Regions from separate parts of the Ovis aries genome. Here region 1 is linked to region 2. The links are chromatin contacts, called in public Hi-C maps. All regions are on one chromosome and are shown on one strand. The core of a region is the stretch at or near the end of the contact, and the rest is flanking DNA. Distances in the headings are between cores, read along the strand shown. Region 1 overlaps TSHZ2 (teashirt zinc finger homeobox 2). Region 2 holds the start of TSHZ2 (teashirt zinc finger homeobox 2).

Region 1 (2,700 bases), core at 103-2,602, 100 kb before region 2:
ATGGCCCAGAGAAATCCTGCAACCAATCCTTATGATAAATGGTCTCTACTTTTAGCTAATGCATAGTAAAAGTGACAAACACTGAGGTCAGTGGAAAACTATAATTAAACATACATATTTCAGAATGAAAAGCTACATCAATCAACCTATACCCCAAACTGAAAATAGACCAACTTTTTTTTTAACTTGGCAAAACAGAGTTAATAGAAGATGGGAAACATTCTTTTTAAATATCAAGACAGTTTTCCTGGACTGTTGAAAAGTGTCCATTAGCTCATCTCATATCACCATCTTCCTTCTAAAAAATAATAATCTCATTGTTAAAAATGACTCATATTTACTATGCTTAAGCAATAAAAATTATAAAGAAGAAAATTTAAAAATCATCTAATATTCCAGCGTCTAGAAATAACTCATCTTTGTTGAATTTATTTCAAATGTGTTTCCATCCATTTGTGTGGATGGAAGAAGACAAAAGCTGAACTGATGGATGGATGAACGGCTGGATGGAAGTACGGATGGATAGTTGGATGAATGGGGGGCAGGTGGAAGGATGGGTGGGTGAAAGTATGCGGAAGAAACGTTCCTTTCCTCCCCAAGGCTGATAATCTCTCACTTTCTAGCAAATTTACCTGCTTGACTCACAGTGAACCAGAGGAAATGTCTCAGTCTCACATAATTCCTGTACTTTCCAGATGCCTAATGTTGACTTTCCAAAGTAATTTTGGAAAACCATCCAGGGATGATGTCAAAATATCCAGCTGAGAAGAGGGGAATGAAGCCAAGCAGTTACTTTTCATTATATTGATTAAAACCTATGGATAGTTTATGGATTTCGTGAGTTCTCAGAAATAGGATAGGAACAATACATCCCTTAGACTCACTCTCTCCTGTTGCAATGAGGACCAGGGAGACTAGAAGGAAAATCTTACTGTGCAAGCTTACACAATGAGGAGGGGACAGAAGCCCCACTGGGAGTGAGGTCTACTCCCAGTAATCCCACCTCCCCGTCCCCCTGTGAGCCCCCGGTAAAGCAGCACGATAAAGGGCTTATTTCTAAGACTGGAGCATAGTCGGAAGCCCGCCCCTCCCCCAGGGTGGTCATTAATATCCCCACATTAGTATCGCTCTGCTGTCTGCACTGAACATTCTCTACTCTTACATATTTGCACCTTGTGTTCTTTGAAAGAAGCTGGGAACATGGGCTGTGTAACTTTAAAGACGGGGCCTCCATCTCCTGGAAGGATGATGACGTCCTAAACTGCTGTTGCACCCGATTTAGCATTCTGGATACAGCTTGATCTGCATGATCAGGGGAAAAAATCCCGGCACCCAGAGCGACACGGAAGCACAGAACATTCCCGAACTGGCGTCACCGCATGCCTCTCCGCCAGAGTCGCTCAGCCTCGGCACCACGCACTTTTGGGCCCAGATAATACTTTGTGGTAGGGACTGTCCTGTGGGCTGTTTAGCAGCATTCCCAACCTCTCCCCTCTGAAGCCAGTAGCAAGTCCCCAGTTGTGAAAACTGCAAATATCTTTAGCAATTGCCAAATAACCCCAGCGGGAGTGGCCTAAATCGCCCCAGGTTGAGAACAAATGCCCCTGACCCTGGCAAATGCAAAGTTCTTTGTGTCTCCCATAAAAAAGGGCAAAAGGGATTTTGAGAGTGCTGTGTGTGTGTGTGTGTGTGTGTGTGTGTGTGTGTGTGTGTGTGTTTGGGTTTTTTTTGGATTATTTATTTTGGTTTGGTTTTTGAAAGAGAAATACATTCAGTACTGAATCATTCTCTAGGAGTCGTCAGAGGACATGACTTCATGGATGTCTCTGGACCCAGGGGAGAGGAAAGAGATCTTGGAGGGGTGATTAAATGCATCGCCAGTGTTTGTCTGATCAAGAAGCAAGCTCTAGGCTTTCCTGGCCTGCACCTTTAAGAACTGCAAGCACAGGTAAGTCCATGAAACAGACCCCACCGCTGAAGCCTGCTCTCCTTTTGAAGCCGCAGCAACAACGAAAGAAGAGGACTGGGAACTCTGCAGCCCCTGTTTTCATCAGAGGCACCAACAGGAAAGAAGCGGGGAGGAAATGACTGCTTTGACTCTTTTGGATCACTTGAAACATCGACGCTTTGCCAATTACGGCAGCTGTAGATGCTTTATCTTTTGGGGACGCGAGCAGTTTCTGAATTGTGAATTTTAATTTTCCAGTTGGAGTTCAGATGACTGGCTCAGCAATGTCTAGGAGCTCCTGAAAGATAGTCACTAATTAATGAACACGAAGCCCTGGCTTTTGAGACATTTGAAACAAAGCAGGACAGAGCTCTCTGCTCTGTGTACTTTGGGGACTGGTCTGAAAGCGGGGGAGGCGAGGAGAGAGCTGACGGTGAGCAGAGAGGCCCAGTCCTCTCCTGAATCCCCGGGATTCACCAGGTCATCACGCGGAGGGATTTTTCTCTTTAAATACGACTTTCGTTCCGAGGAAATACAAAACTATCATTTGGGGAGTCAACTGTGTATGTGCTATTTAGTAATATAAATGTAAGTGTTAGCATCTTACTAATCAAAAGGAAAATTGTTTTGTGCTAACGGTTTTGAAACTTCCCCATCCCTCAAACAGTACCCATTACTTTAAACACCTCTATGTCTAGTAATTGTTCAAAAATGTGTCAGGCTACCAGTAATTTAAGTCCTGTCAAAAATAA
Region 2 (2,700 bases), core at 201-2,700:
TTGTTCTGAGGGAGGCTTTGCAAAGTTTATGCAAGTGTTCCACTGAACTTCTCCCTAATGTTTCGCTCCAGTTGGAACAGAAGGAAATATTGGGGGGGTCTGCAGAAGACCAGCCTTCGCTGATGCTGCCTTAAAGCTTGAGGGTAAAGACAGAAAGAAGGAGAGGAAAAAACTTAAGCTCTTTGCTAATGCCTGATTCAACTGAAGGACACAAAGAAATAAAAACGCCCACATTAAAAGCCAAACAAGATAATAATTGTGCATGTCTGGCTCTCAATCTAGAGGGCAAGGCTTGCGTCACTGGCACTCTGAGTTACCATGGTGAGTGATTTATTGATATATATCAAGAATGAATAGATCAAAGGCAGTGAGATGACAGGTGATCAATCAAATGTCAAATCAAAACTAGCAATCAAGTGGAAAGCTGATTTTTCAGTGGGTGGGTCTGGCAGGAGAAAAATGAACTTTCATATTACACTTCCGAGAAACAAAACCCCAGCATACTATTAAAAAAGCAATTAAGCAACCCAAAAGGAAGAAAAAAATGCTTTACAAGCTCTAATGTCCTGATCCATTAACCTGTTCCTCTCTCTCTTTTTTTTGGGGGGGGGGAGGAGGGGGTGGTAAGAATTCAAATGGGATAGTTCCCACCGCACAAATCAATTTAGAAAGTTTGCAGCTCACTCCGTGCAAAGAAAATCCAGAGCTGTTTCAATGTTCGAGGGGCATTCCCCCCCAACCCCCACCTTTTTTTTTTTTTTTTTTTTTAAGAGAAGGGAGAGTGTTGATTAGATTTCCAAAGGAGGCTCCTCTTAGAAAACAGATTCAAAGGTTCCTTTCCTGGGGTGGTTTTTTACACCTTGGCGATCAAAGCTGAACTCCCATGCCTTGCCCCAGAGCCAGCCCTGCAGCCCTAGGCTGGGGCACGGCTCAAAGTTCAGCGCCCCAAACCCCCCGCGAGAGGAAACGCCGGCCCCTGAGGCCAGAAGCCACTGGCAGCGACCCCCCGGAGGGGGGCGGGGGCGGCAGGACTGCTCCCCGCTGCGAACCCCAAAAGCTCAGCGCAACTTTGGCCCGAGAGGCAAGAAGCAGACTGGGAGAAAGTTAGGGGTGGGGTAGAGGGTGGAGGGAAAAAAAGTTTAAGGAGGAAAGGCTTGGTGGGATAGCTTGCCCCCACCCCCCAACCGGAGCCTGGAAAGGGGAGGATAGGGGAGGCTGGAGAAGGCGAGCGAGGACGGGGTTATTCGCGGGGCGGAGGGGGGCACCCGGAGCTGACGCCCCCGAAAGGCAAGCGAGGGGGTGGCGTCGCGGGGCGCCCGGGCGAGGAGCTGGCGCCCCGGGCCGGCGGGCCGGGCCGCCCCGCGCGGAGCCGGGTCTCTTACCTGCCGCCCGCTTGGGTGCCTGCTGCTTCCTCCTTGGCATCGCTCTAGTTCGCTCCAGTCCCACTTCTGGCGCCCCAGCCCCGAGCCGCCGCGCGCGGGGGCCCGCTGTCTCGCTCGCCTCTCCGGGTCTCCTCCGCCTCCTGCCCGGTGGCTCCCAGGGCGTCGCTCGGCCTCTGTCCCCCTGTCCCTGCAACTCCTCCACCGGGGGCCGGAGACCCCCCTCTCTGGGTGGCAGGCAAGACACGGGTGGCTGTGCCGGCTGGTGTGAAGTGGAGGTTGGTTCTGCCTTGCTTGTTTGTTTGTTTGGTTTTGGATTTTTTGTTTTTTCTCCTCTCTCTTTTTGTTTTTGCTTTTTGGAATTTTTTTTTTTTTTTGGTTTGGTTTTTTTTTTTTTTTTGGTGACTGTTGAGACACTTGATTTCTTTATTAAACATCCAAGAGCGGGTTCGGATGGAAGGGACGAGGGACGCACACGCGCGCGTAAAGATAAGGAAAAAAAACAAAACAAAACAAAACAACAACACACAGACAATCCTGGGAAGGTAGTGGGTTCCTCTTTCGCTCCTTCCTTCTCCTGGCCTCCTGCACCTCCACCTCCTCGTCTTCCTCTTCCTCGCCGGGCTCGATGGCGGATTCGCGCCGGGGGCAGAGAGATCTCTCACTGTCGGTTTGTGGCTGCTGTCAGATCCCCGTCTCTGAGTGATATGCGAGAGGACAGGAGCGGGTTTGGGAAAGACAGAAAATCTGGAATTCACTCGCACACACTCACACACGCACACTCACACACACACACACTCACACACGCACTCTCGCTCCCTCTCACTCACACACACACACTCACACCCCCCACAGATGCACACACACACACCACGCGCACGCACACACACACACACACACTCTCACACACACACAAGACAGGGCGAGGCGATGCCAGCAAACATCGATCCCGCTGAACAAACTGAACAGTAACAAACTCCTCCTCCTCTCCCCGCGACCTGATGACAGGGAGAAATTTACTCCCCAGCCGCAGAGCGCCAGGCAGAGGGAGTCTATTAAAGGGACAGTGTCCCGCCGGGAGCGGGGCGGGGCGCGGACCCCGGCGTGCCGCCCGCCCAGCCTTGCGCCCCGCTCGCCGGCGCTGCGACGCGCCCCCCGGGCCTCGGGGACGCCCCTCGGGGGAGCGCTGCGGAAGGACGCGCTGGGGGCAGGGGGATGGAAGGAGGAGCCCCGGGCGCCAGGTAAGCTCCACCTACAGGGACGGAAACAGGACCCTGAACACAGGATGAGGAGGGCAGGACTGCGCTTCCCTTTGGGAGGA

The links. A called contact is a pair of places that touch in the nucleus more often than the background predicts.
Region 1: a Hi-C map of liver shows a contact between it and region 2, with 1.9 times the contacts expected there. The contact joins the enhancer-like site here to the promoter of TSHZ2 in region 2. A contact is called at or near these places in 2 of 16 Hi-C or Micro-C datasets (liver and tail adipose tissue).

The regions. Positions count from the first base shown.
Region 1 is chr13:80,695,898-80,698,597 of ARS-UI_Ramb_v3.0, reverse strand. All of the region lies in intron 1 of TSHZ2 (teashirt zinc finger homeobox 2), which reads right to left. Among named protein-coding and RNA genes, the nearest start is that of TSHZ2, 100 kb to the right of the region's middle. Within about 2 kb of position 1,352, at least 7 of the 54 cell types and tissues checked have an H3K27ac peak or open chromatin away from gene starts, as enhancers often do. A contact at or near this core is called in liver, where this site is marked.
Region 2 is chr13:80,594,023-80,596,722 of ARS-UI_Ramb_v3.0, reverse strand. It overlaps TSHZ2 (teashirt zinc finger homeobox 2), which reads right to left and starts at 1,450. Exons shown (of 3, transcript XM_027977343.3): 1 at 1,383-1,450. The coding sequence starts at 1,422.